Regions from separate parts of the Anser cygnoides genome. Here region 2 is linked to region 1. The links are chromatin contacts, called in public Hi-C maps. All regions are on one chromosome and are shown on one strand. Each heading gives the region's core, a stretch centred on a gene start, on an enhancer-like site or on the middle of the called end of the contact. The rest is flanking DNA. Distances are from core to core; before and after follow the strand shown.

Region 1 (4,295 bases), core at 993-3,492:
AGAGTTCACTTTTCTTTTTTATGAACAACGAACAAAACCCATCCTGAGGCTGGGAATCGGCTCTCGTGCTTGGCTCCATTCCGTGTCCCCCTTATCAGCCCTTCCAACGAGCCAGCCAGGAGGTTTGCTTTGTGCACGAGGCACAATATTTCACTGGGCAGGGAACGACACGGAAGGGGTGGCAGCAAGGCGCAGGAAGGACATTGTCCTGGCGCCGAGAGCCGGTGGCGATAAGCCTTTGTCACAATGGCGATCAGCGCTCGGGGCAGCTAAAATTTCTCTTTTTCCCTTCCGCTCAGAGCATGGCTTGGGGACACGGTCCGTAGGAGACACATGCCGTCCCTGCAAGCCATGCTGTAAAGCTGTATCCGTGCAAACTTGGGCGCTTTTTGAACCCAATAAAGTGCAGTTGTTTGTCCGTGTTTCCCAGTAACGCGGCTGGAAACGCGAGCGTGGTTGCCTTCTTGCAGCTCACCTGCTACACGAGGGGGGGGACCTGAGCAGCCAGGACAGCTGCTGCTGCTGCTGGTGGGGCCAAAAGATGGGAATCCAGAGCTTTGGGTTCCCATCTGCACAACCCCAGGGGTGGCACCGGTGAGCTCGGCGGGGCTGTGTTCCGTTTTTGGGGTCTCCTGTTCTGTTTTTGACTGCGAGACCTCAAACACAGCTGGCACCCATCCCACCTCTTGCTGCCCACCGGGCTCCCAGCCAGGAGGGGTTCAGGGCGCCCACGGGACCCAAGCTTGGCATCGGCCAGGTCTCTGCTTGTGGTTTGCCCGTTGCTGTGGGCTGGGCTGTATTCATCTCCTGGAGACACCATTCATTTCCTGGGTGCCATTGTGAGATTAAATATATAACCCGGCGGCTCCCCGCCCCCCGGGGCTGGGAATGCCAGCCTGGGCCCTTTGTTTGAGCTTGCCCTGCCGTGCTGTCCTGGGAGATGGAGCCAGCTCGCGGGACAATGGAAAGCATTTTCCCTCCGTCCTGGAGCTCAACCTGTTATTGTTTGAAGCTAAAGGGCCTTGGTGGGGCTGACCCAGCCGGGTCACCTGGCTGGGACAATGTGGCTGCACAGAGCAAATCCCACCTTCGCCTTAGCACGCCGGCACAATTGCCGGCAGCCCCCTCGCCCCCCAGCCTGCCATTAGATACAACTGCAAGCACTGCAGTTACCCCCCTGACATAAAACCGCAGTGCTTTTTGCCCCACGGCACACAGCATTTTGGGGAGCAGGATGCGGTCTCGGTGCCCCATCTCCTCCAGGTCCGCGGCTGCACTTCCGACCTTGCAGTGTTTCCTCTGGTGCGTGCCGGATGCCGCTGCTCTTGCCCTGGCCGTGTGTTTTCTGTTTCCCGGCCAAATCCACAGCCTGTCTGGCGGCGGGGCGGGGGCAGGAACGGCCGCTCAGCCGTGAGCGTGCCGGAGCACCGCGCACATGCCGGTGCATGCATGCTGCGTGCGTACGTGCCTTCATGCCGCGATGGTGCGCTCAGCAATTGGCCGATGAAACGGTAAATATTTGAGGTCGGGAAAGTCAGCACATTCCCTGAACTCTGCCTGCTTGTTCAGGCTGTTAAGAGCGAGGGCTAATATTTGAGAGCACCACACCCAGGCAGGGAGAGGGCTGCAGCCAGGGTTCAGCGCGGCGGCTGGGAGCTGCAGGCGGGCATGGGCTTCTCCAGCCCGGTTCCCAGCTGGCGGAGGGGTTGCACAATTCCATTGATTTTGTTCTGCTGGGGAATAGGTGTGCGGGGAGGAGGCATGACATCAGCCCGATCATGGTGATGTCGTGCAAACACAATGTCCTGCCTGCAGCCAGCTGCCGCAGGGCAGGGAGGCGGCTGCAGGGAGATGCGAGGCTCCCGGGAGCCCCTTTTTCCTCTTGATGCACCCTGATCCCATATCAACGGCGAAAAGAGCCATCTGGGGCTTTTTAGGCTGAAAAAAAAAAAAAAAAAAGAGCTCTGGGAGATTTTTATGCCAAAATGCCCTCAAAGAGGGCCTCCTGTGGCAGTGCCCCTTGGTAGTGCAGAGCACCAGCATGGGGCAGGGGATGGGCGCAGGGTGGGTGGGTGGCTGTGGTGTCCCCCATGGGTGCCCGGTGACCTGTGTCTCTTCCCCGCAGGCGAGAAGCCCTACAAGTGCACCTGGGAAGGCTGCGACTGGCGCTTCGCCCGCTCTGACGAGCTGACCCGGCACTACCGCAAGCACACGGGTGCCAAACCCTTCAAGTGCATGGCCTGCGGCCGGTGCTTCTCCCGCTCCGACCACCTGGCCCTCCACATGAAGCGGCACCAGAACTAGGGGCCACCTCCATCGCCACGTCTCCGAGAGCAGCTGGGGACTCTTCTCCGAGGGGACCTCTCCTCCACTTGTACATAGGAACAACCCCACGCTGTGATCAACCGGCATGGCAGCGGGCAAGCCCTGTCCCCGCTGTTCCTGGTTTTAAAAGAAATCTCATTAAAAAGAATGATAATTAGACTGATCTTGCAATGAGGCTCCCTGCAGCACTGGGGCGATGGGCCTTGGATGGCAAAGGGCTTTCTTCCAGCAAACCTGCTATTTATTTGTCATTTGGGAGCAGCTGTCCTTCGCGTCTCGAGCTCGTGGGGACATTTTACCCCTCTTGGGTAGTGCCTCTGGGGAGCCCGAGGAGGGCTGGGATGGGCTGGTGGGCCTGGGAGGTGCCACCATTGGTGACACCCTCTTGGACTGCCCCATGTCATGGCTGTGGATGGCACTGGTGACGTGCAGTGGCCCAGGGCTGCTTGGGTTGACAACCCCAGTGTCTCTGGGGGCATGGAAGAAAGTATGAAGTACTGACCTGACGTGCCTTCAAGCAAGGGACGGCGCAGAAGTGGGTGACAAAAGCTCTGTCCCTTCGAACCCACGTGTGGTTTGCTGGCTACCAGCTCGCTTGGGGCTGTGAGTGTCTGCCCTGCTCGGCCAGGTTTTCTGGTTGTGTCCTTAGCATTTCCACTTCCAACATGAAATGTGACTCCAGGGGACTCTGGGAGGACCAGGGTGGGTCTTGGAGCAGAAAACCCACCCGTAAGCCCTGGCTTCCCGGAACATGCCGTGCCTTTTCTCCAGCAGGCAGGTTCTGCCCCTGCCTTGACCACGCACACGAAGACCCAGTTGTTGCCAATCACGCCGATTGCGCGCTGTCACCGTTTCACCAAGTTCAGACAGAAAGGGAAGAGGAAAAAAAAAAACCCAAGAGTCTTTGAAACAAATTCCAATAAATCCTGCTGTTCAGACTGTGGTCGTGTTACCTACCTCACCGGCTCCCTGCCCCGGGCTCTGCAAGGCACCGTCCTCCTCTTCCTTGGGTGCTGTGATGCATGGGGCACATCAGCTCCTCTTCAAAGCCTACCAGGGGTGAAGCATGGGCAGAACAAGGACCAGGCCATGCCAGTTTAACCAGCAGCCATGGAGGTAATAAATAAATCAGGAACAAATAAATGGGCCCGGTGTGTTCAACAGAATATTGATTTCCACCCCCCCCCCCAGCTCGTCTTTTGTTCTTCCGTGAACAAATTGAAGGGACGTGTGGATGGATGTGCCTCCTTGCCAGGAACCAAACCGCAGCATCTTCAGGCAGTGGAAATGTGAAGGAAAGGGCCCCAGCTGCAGGTTAGCCAAAATCCGCGGCCGGGTTCCTGGTGGCCCTTTGCTTTCGATGAATGAAGCTGGTCCCACCTGCGGCGCACGCAGCTGGTCTGCCGTGCCAGGAGGAAGAGGTTGCAGCTTTTGGGATGATGTGGCCAGGACTGGCAGTGGTGAGGTCTTTGTGTGAACACAGCTTCATCCTCCTCCCGTCCCGTGGTACCCAGCAGGTAGGGATGGAGGGGTGAAGCGCACCCCGACGCACTGAATTGGCGGGTGACTTGCCATGTCAGTGAGTGGAGAAGGCTTCCCAGACCTCGGTGCTGAGGCTGGGAACGGGCTCGTCCCCTCTCCACCTTGTAGGCTGTGGGGTCTCTGCCTGCACTGGGGTCTGGGAGGAGCACTGTTTTCCCCTCTAGCTTCTATTTGGAGACCCACAGAGCAGGGTCAGGGTGGAGGGGGAAGTCCTTGCCTATGGAAACCCCCCTCCGGCGCAAACACGGCCGTGTTTCTCCTTTCTCAGGTGGGTTGAGCTCACCACAAAGGAATCCAGGGTAGTGCAGGAGATGCCCCAGCCAGCCGCTGCCGGTGTCTGCAGGCTCGGTGGGGCTGGTGGGAACCCAACACCGCTGTGCTGGGACCTGCCAGCACCCACCCCGCTGCCGGCACCCGTCCAGTCCTGT
Region 2 (4,346 bases), core at 132-2,631, 160 kb after region 1:
ATATATACTTACTTACATATGAATATATATGTATATATTTATATTATGGTTATTCTTAACCTGGAACACTTTTCCTATGCAATTCCCTCTCTGCTTCCACAGTTTGCTCTGACAACTGTGCATAGGGCAGACACAGCAACAAAAAGAAGCGGGCAGGATCTGTGCTAACTAACCCAGCTTTCAGCACCTCTGTGCAGACACAAGCTGGGTCAACTCCCTTCTCCATGTGAGAAGGAAGGAGCTGTGCGCAAGGTATGTGAGGGGCAGAGCAGGAGAGGGGCGTAGAGAACACAGAGCAAGCTATTCATCCACTGTTGTGTCCCTAGAGAACAGTGTTCTGTAGCTGTCTAATGTCAGTACTACGAGGTTGTGGAAAATTAGCAGGGAAGAGCCGCAGGCGAGGGCCAAGGAAAAGGAAGGCTTCGGTCCCTCCTAAGAATACCTGGCTGAAGCGTTGGCACAACGCTTACTTCACTGCTGGCTGCGTGACAAACCCGAGCTCCAGCAGCAATGTCTGAGAGCACAGTAAGCGGTCCAAAAGCAATAGGTGGCAAACACTAATTGCTCTGTAACAGCTCCACAACAGGTGGAGCTTGTAAATGATTAGCCCTATTTGCAACAGTTCTGTTTACCGCCTGTCATTTTTGTTTGACTACTGTAATTCAAGTTCCAAGTGCAAGCTCGGTCACAAAGCAAGCGTGTCATTCCTCCCAGCCAGAGGGGACCCAGGCTGCCGATCCAGGTTGCTCGGACTGCAAACACATCCCTGAGAGCAGCAGACCGAACGCCCTTCAGCTACACAAGATGTTTGGCGTCCCTTGTAAGGGCTGTTGGAGGGCAGGGCGTGTTGGGATGTTAAGAGACCTTTCCTTGCGTGTCCAATAGCAAATTGATGTTCCTCCCTGACTTGGTGGGGAAGGGAAGAAAGCCAGGATCAGGCACACACAAACCCTCACTGGTTTGGACTGAGTTCAGTCAGCAGCTGACAGGCTCTGCATCCTGGTATGAACTCCCGCTGCAGGCACAGTATGACCACAGTAACGATCACTTTCCCTTTGTGATATGGGTTCTAAGGCTCGGGGCAGAGGCACCGCGGGGAGGAGCCGCCAGCCTTCCCTGCCCGCGCCCCGTCTCCCCCAGCCCCTTGCCTTCAGGCCCCTGACGTCCATCTGCCCCGAGCCGTCCGCATCGAACAAGTCGAAGGCCTCCCGCAGCTGCAGCCGCTGCTGGTCGCTGAGGGGGAACGCGGGGCCTGGGGCAGCCCCGCTCCCAGCCGCTGCCTCCCCGGGCGCCATGGAGGGACCCCCGGCCCCCTGAGGCCTTCTGAGGGCAGGCCCCGCCCGGCGCCATGGGAACCGCGCTTCTCAGCTGTGGGGCGCAGGATGGGCGCCCCTCGGTTTTTGAGATTTGTTTCAAATGCTCACCCTGTGCCCCAGGTTTACTCCCACAAACACCCAAACGGGCGCTCCTTGGTTCTCATGATTTGTTTGAAACGCTCACCCCGTTCCCGAGGTTTGCTCCTACAAACACACAAAATCCTTTCATGGTTGTCAGCAACGAAATTGGTCTGAAATCCCCATTAGTGTCCTGTGCATAAAATTCAGGTGTAGCGAGGCCTTCAAAACAGCACTGCCCCTACCCTGCCTGGAGAGCTGAAGCTTTGGGGCAAGGCAAGCGCAAATGCTGACAGAAAATGACCCACATCTGCTTTTTTGGAGGAGAAGCATTACAGCACAACCATCAGCACTGAACTGTATATTGAGCTGCAGCTGTTAGGTAAAATAAATGAGTTTAAGGTGAGGAGGCAGGTTTCTGCTTTCAGGATTTAACAAAACCATAAATCGTTGCAGCAGCAACAGAAGGTCACTGAGAGATTGAGGTAGATTGGATAAAGGACTAAAAAAATGCACAGAAAGCAGCATCGGCCTTGATGATAAACTGACCTCGGCTGATAAATTAAATTATCAGAGCTTTTGATGTCCCACTTATCATTCATGTTTTCATGTGTATGTCTTATTCTTCACCACACGGGGGACATGAGACAGCAAGAATCCCCTCCCTTTGTCCAGTATAAACCATTTTTTTAAATGACAGATAAAGGCCAAAAAGGAAACCAACACGATATAAGCCAAATTCAATTATCATTTATTTTCATGCTGAGTTCAGCCTTAGATTTTTTTTCCCCCCACATTTATGAACTGTGGAGGTAAGCTGAATGTTCAGCACTTGGAAAAGGGCAGAAAAGCAAAGGAACGCTGACTGAAAAGCAAAGGAATAAATTGGATTTTGAGTCAGAAAGATATTCATATTTCTACAGAGGAGGAATCCATCCTTCCCTCGTCTGAGAGTGAGGACGAAAGGCACCAGAGAAATTACTGGTATCTTTAACAAACAGAAGTAGCAGAAGGGCATGGGAGCTTGTTTTCTTCCAACACAAGGCAGGAGCCATCCTTTAATTATGCTCTTACCTTAGATGCCACTTCAAAGCCAGAACAGAGCGTAGTTTGTCTCTGTAGACAAGTGTTCAGTAACTAGGGCCCTTCTGAAGACTTAGAAGTTGAAACTCCTTGAGTACCTTTAAGAATCATTTTGTTATTTGCCCATACATCAGAGTGAATGTTGTACCAGTGAAGTTGTGTCTTTGTATATTTCTTTCCACAACTCTGATGGCTTAAAATAAGACACTTTATTTTAAGGAAAATCTTATATTTGCAGCCACTGAATATTCCTGTAAACATACAGATCATCAGCATTGGTAACATTCCTCTTTTGCAAAAAGATTTTTTTAAATATGTGAACTGAATAGCAGTAAGTTAAGTTGCAGCAGTCTATTTACTTACTTTTTCAGTTTAAAGGGCATTCTAAAAAAGGGGGAGGGAATAATCACCATAAAACAAAGTAAAAAAAAGCCGATCCCCATCAATGTGTCATATAAAGAGCTCACTGTAACTGGGCCTAAACCAAGGCATTAAACCAGAAACTTCAACTGCTGCTAAATACAGCTTTACACTTTCTGGTTTCGAGTCTTCTCTGTACCAAATAAATCATTTGACACGTGGTTTTTAGTCAGATAAGGAACTGAATACTATCACTGAAAAATGTGATTTGTGTATCAAAAATGAACAGTGTAAACATCTCAGGAGCACAAACAAGCAACTACGTTGCGACATGTAAACAGATTAGCAGTTGGTAACTGTTCACAAATATAAGTTTAAGACCATCCACTTACAAGAAAGTATTGACCCAACTTTTTTGGTCTCTCAAAAGAAATAAAAGGCTGGAAAAAAAAAAATGAGGCACCTACCAAACATATACACACATGTGCAAAAATACATAAAATTCAGTTTCAGTAAAGGCTGGTCTTCTTCATGATCCTCAAGAATTCTTGCTCGTTCACTTCCCCATCCCCATCTCTATCAGCTTCATCAATCATTTCCTGAAATATATTTGTATTCTGAAATTAGATGCAGATTAGAGTAGGATCACAATTATTAGGTTAATTCAGAATTAGAGCCACTCTTAGTAAATAGTATTGGAAAGGACAGTGTTAGTTCAATATCAGACTTCACGTGCTACAAAATATTTTTTAAACTAGATAACAATATTTTTACACAAATTGATATTTATATATAAATGTGTATAGAGTTATGCTGTATTAGAGGAGCGATGCTGGAAGAAACCAAATGCTCAGAGCAGAGTTGTTCCTTTTATACCACCTCAACTCCATAAAAGTGGAATTCTACTGACACAGTGACAGTTACTGTGAAACAATTTAAGGAACCACATGTGCTTAATCCACCTTTGGCCTCAGAATCTATTTCCCAATCCCAAACTGATAGAAGCTTTTCCATTTCTTTCAATAAAGAAACAGCTTAGACTACCCATGATAGCTTAAAAGTAAAGATCCCACGGGATGCTAGGTCAGCACCTAAAACTGAAAGACTGCTGCCTTTACCTAAAAACTTACTGACCCTAAATGGCTTCCTTCCCCACTGAGACAGAGTCCCATTCCCTATTCTCACTAGCTCTGGTGCTTAGCAGGCCAGAGAGATGCTCGAGCATCTTCCAAACAGGAGAACTAGACTATGACCATTCACCTAAATTTTAAATTAATGCAAACATGAAACAAAGTAATACACAAACATTCTCTGACTGCCTTCATATTCAACAGACAAAACACAATCTGGACCTGTAAATCTTCCACAAAAGCTGCCAGTGAGTGTTTGTGTATTATATGGTTTCATACACCAGGTACAAACCTGCAGCTCTTCATCTGTGAGATTTTCGCCCAGCTCTTTGGCTACACGTTTGAGGTTTTTGAAAGATATTTTGCCAGTTTCATCATC

The links. A called contact is a pair of places that touch in the nucleus more often than the background predicts.
Region 2: a Hi-C map of liver shows a contact between it and region 1, with 3 times the contacts expected there. The contact joins the promoter of LOC106047511 here to the enhancer-like site in region 1. A contact is called at or near these places in 4 of 7 Hi-C or Micro-C datasets (granulosa cells and liver).

What each region holds. Positions count from the first base shown.
Region 1 is chr13:5,939,694-5,943,988 of Taihu_goose_T2T_genome, forward strand. LOC106047520 (Krueppel-like factor 5) reads left to right here. Exons shown (of 5, transcript XM_048070710.2): 5 at 2,126-4,295. The coding sequence ends at 2,304. Among named protein-coding and RNA genes, the nearest start is that of KLF8, 27 kb to the left of the region's middle. Within about 2 kb of position 2,243, at least 2 of the 3 cell types and tissues checked have open chromatin away from gene starts, as enhancers often do. A contact at or near this core is called in liver, where this site is marked.
Region 2 is chr13:6,101,464-6,105,809 of Taihu_goose_T2T_genome, forward strand. LOC106047511 reads right to left here and starts at 1,382. Exons shown (of 4, transcript XM_048070750.2): 1 at 1,149-1,382. The coding sequence starts at 1,295. LOC106047512 (centrin-2) reads right to left here. Exons shown (of 5, transcript XM_067005213.1): 4 at 4,260-4,346; 5 at 2,130-3,436. The coding sequence ends at 3,347.